Linked DNA regions of Mus musculus: region 1 is linked to region 2. A link is a contact called in public Hi-C data. All regions are on one chromosome and are shown on one strand. The core of a region is the stretch at or near the end of the contact, and the rest is flanking DNA. Distances in the headings are between cores, read along the strand shown. Region 1 overlaps Eefsec (eukaryotic elongation factor, selenocysteine-tRNA-specific). Region 2 has its middle 9.0 kb from the start of Mir6376.

Region 1 (2,700 bases), core at 138-2,637, 260 kb after region 2:
GGACTAGAGTTGCAGTGGATTGAATGAGAATTTCCCCCATAGGCTTAGATATTTTGCTTTGTTGGTCCCTAGTTGATGGCACAGTCTGGCAAGGCTTAGATAGTACAACCATGCTGGAGGAAGCACATCACTGGGCTTGGCTTTGAGAATCAATGCCTTGTGCCCCTTCTGTTCACACTTTCTGCTTCCAGCTCCTGCATTTGAGGACATGAGCTCTCAACTTCCTACCTCTGCCGCCAGGCCTCCCTGACATGATGGATTCCTCTTATCCTTCTGGAACAGTAAGCCAAAATAAATTCTTCCTTCCATAAGGTGCCTTTGTTCTGGCATTTTATCACAAAACAGCAAGTGTTGAGAGACTATGAACACCCCAGAGCCCTCACATATGGCTGCTGGGAGTGTGAATGGTATAGCTACTATGGGGGCATTTCAGAAGTGCCTCAGAAAGGATAGATACAGACTCCCGAACAAGCCTGCCCCAACTCCTAGTACTAGGGTACATAGCTCCAGAAGGACTGAAATCAGAGTTCATAAGCAGTTCATCATTCCAACAGCTGAGAGTAGCCCACAGCCCATCAATGGCGGGGGGGAAAAGGGGGGAGACGGAGATAAACACATGGCACAAATATAACAAAGCAGGCTAAGTCTTGGCAACAGTATTCTGATAAAGCTGTAACACAGACAAAACTCAAATGCTCTATGAAACCCATACATGACTACGGGTCAGGCAAAACATGAAGACAGAAAACAGAAGAGACTGTGCAGGGGACAGGAGAGTTACCACCCGGGAGAAGTTGACAAGGATTATAGAAAGGTCTGGGTGGATGTACGCATGCTGAATGCATCAACTCATCGGATTATTCACCTATAGATGGTAAAACAGTAGTCAAGTGTATTCTGCCACAACTTAGAAAAAAAAAAAAAAAAACAACAAAACAAAAGAACTTGGAAGAGTACAGGTATCACATACCTGTGATCCCAGCTGAACTCAAACTCTAAATCCCCTGCCTCGGCCTCCAAAGTGCTGGGATCAATGAGTATTAGAGAAGTGCTATACATCTAAAAAGATAGGAGATCACAAGCTCGAAGGTCAGCAGCTGCTATTTTTTTTTAAAAAATCATTAGGTAGTCCTGCCTTTTAACTACTTTTCTCTATTTTCAATATCTTCTATTAAAATTGAAACTTCAAGTAGAGAAAAATAAGTTTGTCTTAAACATTTTTCAGGTTTTGACTATGTTGGGGTCCACCATTCCACATTTTTGTTCCTCGAATTTAGTTAACAAGGACAGCAAACGGAAGGAATCGACACTGAAAATGATGCAGCAGAGCTCTTAATACTCAGTCTGGGCACAGGGCCCCAGGACGCCACCCACAAGCAACAGCCCTGCCCTCTGCTGCCGGGCCGCTGGGTATGGGAGGAGAGAAAGGGCTCAGATACCTCTCTGAGGACAATTTCCTCTTTCAGTGTGGTAAAGTTCATAATTTGGCCTCCAGCCAATACATTAAAATAGGAAAGATGACTTAAAAACAAGGAGCACTCTCCCCTCCCTGTGATTGGTCAGAGCTGCAAGTGTTTTAGAAGTGCCCTTGGACTCCTAAAGTCCCTATCCATGAAGCAAGTGAGCTGGCGCTGTTGGGGTTTACGCGAGTCTCCAAAAATGTGCTCGCCCCTTTCTGACAAGTAAATCAAATGGTAGGAAGATCAATAACTCTCTAAAAAGAAGATATAATTTTTATCTTCCTTTTTACAGTCTCATATCCACTTCCGTTAGGAATAACGAAGTCTGAATTCTTATGCAACACTTATCTAAATGTGTCGATTTTATCAGATTGATGAATTTTGCTAACAAAAGGCAGAGCAAGGAAATCTTTTATGACATATATGGCCCATTCACAGGGCTGAAGCTTTAATTTAACCAACTTGAGCATTCTGAGAGAGAGCTGCAGGTGTTGGATAGGAAAAAAATCATAAATGGGAAGGCATATCAATCTTTATGACAGGGAAACAAAAACATTCTCCACTTGCTTGCCCTCCACAGGCTGGAGAAGGAGAGGCACAGGAAGAAGATATTGTCTCAGGCAGCATAGCACAGAGGAGCAAGCCCTGTCTCCCAGTGACAGATCTTCAGAACTGACCGAAAGGAGTGGCCAGAGAGAGGGAGGGAGGGAGGGAGAGAGAGAGAGAGAGAGAGAGAGAGACATCAAACAACAAGGCACGCCAGCTCTGTGTGCTCAGCAAAGTGACTAACTCATTTTCTTGGCCACATCAGAATTCTGTGGCCCCTTGAGCCCTGTGGCCTCTAACTCTTACTTCCTAATGTTGCCCATAGCTCTGATACTTTGCTACCCCAACTGCAAAGAGGCAACTGAGGTTTTCTATACCTTCTTACAGTCTTATCTCCTCCCTCTTACTTGACCCTCAACCACACACAGCCTTTTATTCCCTTGGAAAACCCCACAACCATTGGCCCACCTCCTCTTTTTCTCATGGGCCTGATTCTGCCAACCAGGCTTGCTTTTCCCCTGTAGCCAGTGATGGTTACAGAGTGACCATGCACGCTGTAAGGGAAGTTGGAGGCATTTTCAATAATTTAGAAGAAAGAGAAAAGGTGTAAGTTAGAGAAAGCAAGAAAAGAAACACATCCCTCTCTGAAATGAATGGTAATTATATCCTCAGTTTACATGATATCTCTCCCACC
Region 2 (2,700 bases), core at 131-2,630:
CAGGGCAGTGATTGTTCGTGGGTGACATAAATCTCTTTAAGGACACAGAGCTGCGTCTAGACTGTGTGCTCTCCACTGACCGGTCTCTCACCGTCATGGGTCACTTTCTTGGATTTTTGCTGCATTTGAGCTTTACACAGTTTTCCTCCCTCACCCCTCTCTCTGAGACAGTCTCATGTATCACAGGTGAGCCTTGTATTCAAGATGTCGTTGAAGATGACCTTGAACTGCTGATTCTCCTGCCTCCACCTCCCAAGTTTTGAGATTACAGGTGTGTAATGCCATGTCTGGTTTTCACTGTTTTCTCTCCATATTAGTCAATCAATCAATCAATCAGTGCTAGACAGGATCTCATTTTGCAGCCCTGGCTGGCCTGGAACTCTATTTGCTGTTTGTTTTTTGAGACAAGATTTCTCAGTGAATCCCTGGCTGTCCTGGAACTTGCTCTGTAGACTTGGTTGGCCTCAAACTCAAAGATCCTCTTGCCTCTGTCTCCCTAAAGGTAGATGTCACCACCTCCCAGCTTGGCCCGAAACTCTTACAGAGCAGGCCGGCCTCAAACAGAGATGGCCTCAAACCTTTGCCATCTTCCCTAACCCAACCCCTGTGGCATTAAGGGCACTCGCTAGCATGTCTGGCTGCCAAGCTTTCTTAAAGGTGGGTGTGGGGGCTATTTACAAAGGTTTGGAAAATAAACCCTCACTAGGAAGCAAATAGAAAGGTAGGGTTGGGTTAGGTGGGATGCTGCAGCTGTCTTCCGGGACCTGTAGCCTTGGCAAAGTCATCCAACCGCTAGGAACTTTGTTTCCATCTTTAAAATGCAATAATGTTTGTTCCTTAGAGTGGTGTGAGCCTGAAATGAGTCTGCCAGTGGGGTGGCTCCTTTGGTGGTGGCAGTCCCAGCTGGGTAACAGGAACACACTACAGTGCTAATGATAAGAAGATGCAGCCTGGCAGCTCACAGAGCACTGGTGTCCTCCAGCCCCCAGCAGAGGACTGGGGTCCTCTATGCCTCTCTGCACAGTGACATGTGGGGACTGCTCTGGACATTTTCTAGATCAGGGATGTAGAGCAACTTTGAGTTTTGTCTGTAGAAGAGAATAATCTCTTGTTTTGAGGTCACAGAGCAGGTAGCAGGCACTCAATGAAGGCTGTAGCCCCTGGAATGTACCACAGCACTGCGGGGCAGCACCTCTGGCTGCTCTGGTTGTTTTGTGCATGTGGCCTATCCCTTGATTTTCTTGTTGCAAAGTGAATTGGTGTCTCTGGCCCCAGGGCACAGGGTCAGGGAAGAGCTGGGTTTCACCTTGCTATATGGGGTTCGGGTAGGGGTTGAATTGGAGCCTTGTAGCCACTAGAGGGCACTCCAAACCCTGCAAATCCACCCCTGCTTGGGCCTCAGGGTGGACAGAGGGTGGGTGTCTGCATGCAGAGATGGAAGGAGCCTGGATACTGGGGCCTCTCACCCTTCGTCCCTGTTTTGCCCACGTTGGCTGTGGGTGGCCTTGCTGGCCTCACGCTCTGATCTGACGTAGGCTCATCCTGAGATCCAGCGCAGAGGGCTCCGGTGAGGATCAGGGATGAGTGAGGCCCCAGACAGTCACCTTGTTGACAGGTTCACATTCTAGGTTTGGGCCCTTACACCACTGGTTCCTTTCTGACTTCTTCCTGGTGCAGGGATGGGACCCAGAGCTTGGGTGCACTAGGGTACTGAAGCACAGCCCAGCCCCCATTAGTTCCTGCCAGCTACACCCCCTGCAATCATCAGAGTAGAAGTTGTTATTGAGGACACCAGGGAACACTGAGAATGAGAAAGAGCTGAAGAGCTGAAGCCCTCAGCCCTTGCTGTCAGGTACCTATGAGGGCTCTGCACAGCAACAACAACAGAAAGCCAAAATTCATAAAACAAAACAAAATATGCTCTCTGAACCCCCAAGACAGAAAACAGTGGTAGGTCACAAACAGGATCTGTGTGATCAAGAAAGCAGGGGACCCATCTGACTGGGTCAGCACCCCCCCCCCGGGGATTCTGGGTAATCACTGGGGGTTGGGTCCATGGGGGCCAGAATGTTCTGCTGGCCTTGGGCATCAGAGGCAGCAGCCGATAAGTCGAGACTAGGGTTGATGGGCCAGCAGACCACGGTGGCTCTTTGATCCTTGGAGTGATTTACTCAGCAGGAATATGTATGTCACATGAGAGGCTTGTCCTCCCAAGCCTGGCTGCTGGGACAAAGCTGCCCTTTCCTCTTTCCTAGGCTAGCCCGACTCCATGTGGGGTTGTGGGGTCCTAGGTGGCTGTGGTCAGCTCATGAATGGTATGTCAGGAGCTCCAGAGAGCGAGTCCGTGGGAGGTGAGCTGAGTGCTCCAGTGAACAGGCATCCAAGCACAGAGGGCCAACGGAGCAAGACAGGACCCGGGCCTCGGCCCTCACCCTGCTCCACTGGAAGACTCTGGTGGCTGGTTGGGGCCCAGTATGAGTGGGGCCCCCATGAGTGTATGGAGAAGGCCTACCCGGCGTGAAGCTTTCTGTCTCCACACCCAAGCTTATACTTCATCTGCTATCACCTCCCTCCTCCTCTGTCCTTTGGGCCCATTGCAGCACTCCTCTGTAGGCTCCAGGAGGTGCACATGTGTTTTCAATTGTAAAAACAATGCATGCTCATAGCAAGCCTTCAAACTGTCCAGAAGGCACAGAAAAG

Evidence for each region. A called contact is a pair of places that touch in the nucleus more often than the background predicts.
Region 1: a Hi-C map of the G1E-ER4 cell line shows a contact between it and region 2, with 7 times the contacts expected there. The contact joins two enhancer-like sites. A contact is called at or near these places in 4 of 484 Hi-C or Micro-C datasets (the G1E-ER4 cell line, LSK cells, embryonic stem cells and 1 more) and 2 of 115 datasets of contacts at active chromatin or transcription factors (bone marrow-derived dendritic cells and embryonic stem cells).

Annotation. Positions count from the first base shown.
Region 1 is chr6:88,373,009-88,375,708 of GRCm38.p6, forward strand. The region is part of intron 2 of Eefsec (eukaryotic elongation factor, selenocysteine-tRNA-specific); the gene reads right to left. Among named protein-coding and RNA genes, the nearest start is that of Eefsec, 72 kb to the right of the region's middle. Within about 2 kb of position 1,388, at least 1 of the 459 cell types and tissues checked has an H3K27ac peak or open chromatin away from gene starts, as enhancers often do. A contact at or near this core is called in the G1E-ER4 cell line, where this site is marked.
Region 2 is chr6:88,111,956-88,114,655 of GRCm38.p6, forward strand. No RefSeq gene overlaps it. Among named protein-coding and RNA genes, the nearest start is that of Mir6376, 9.0 kb to the left of the region's middle. Within about 2 kb of position 1,381, at least 41 of the 459 cell types and tissues checked have an H3K27ac peak or open chromatin away from gene starts, as enhancers often do. A contact at or near this core is called in the G1E-ER4 cell line, where this site is marked.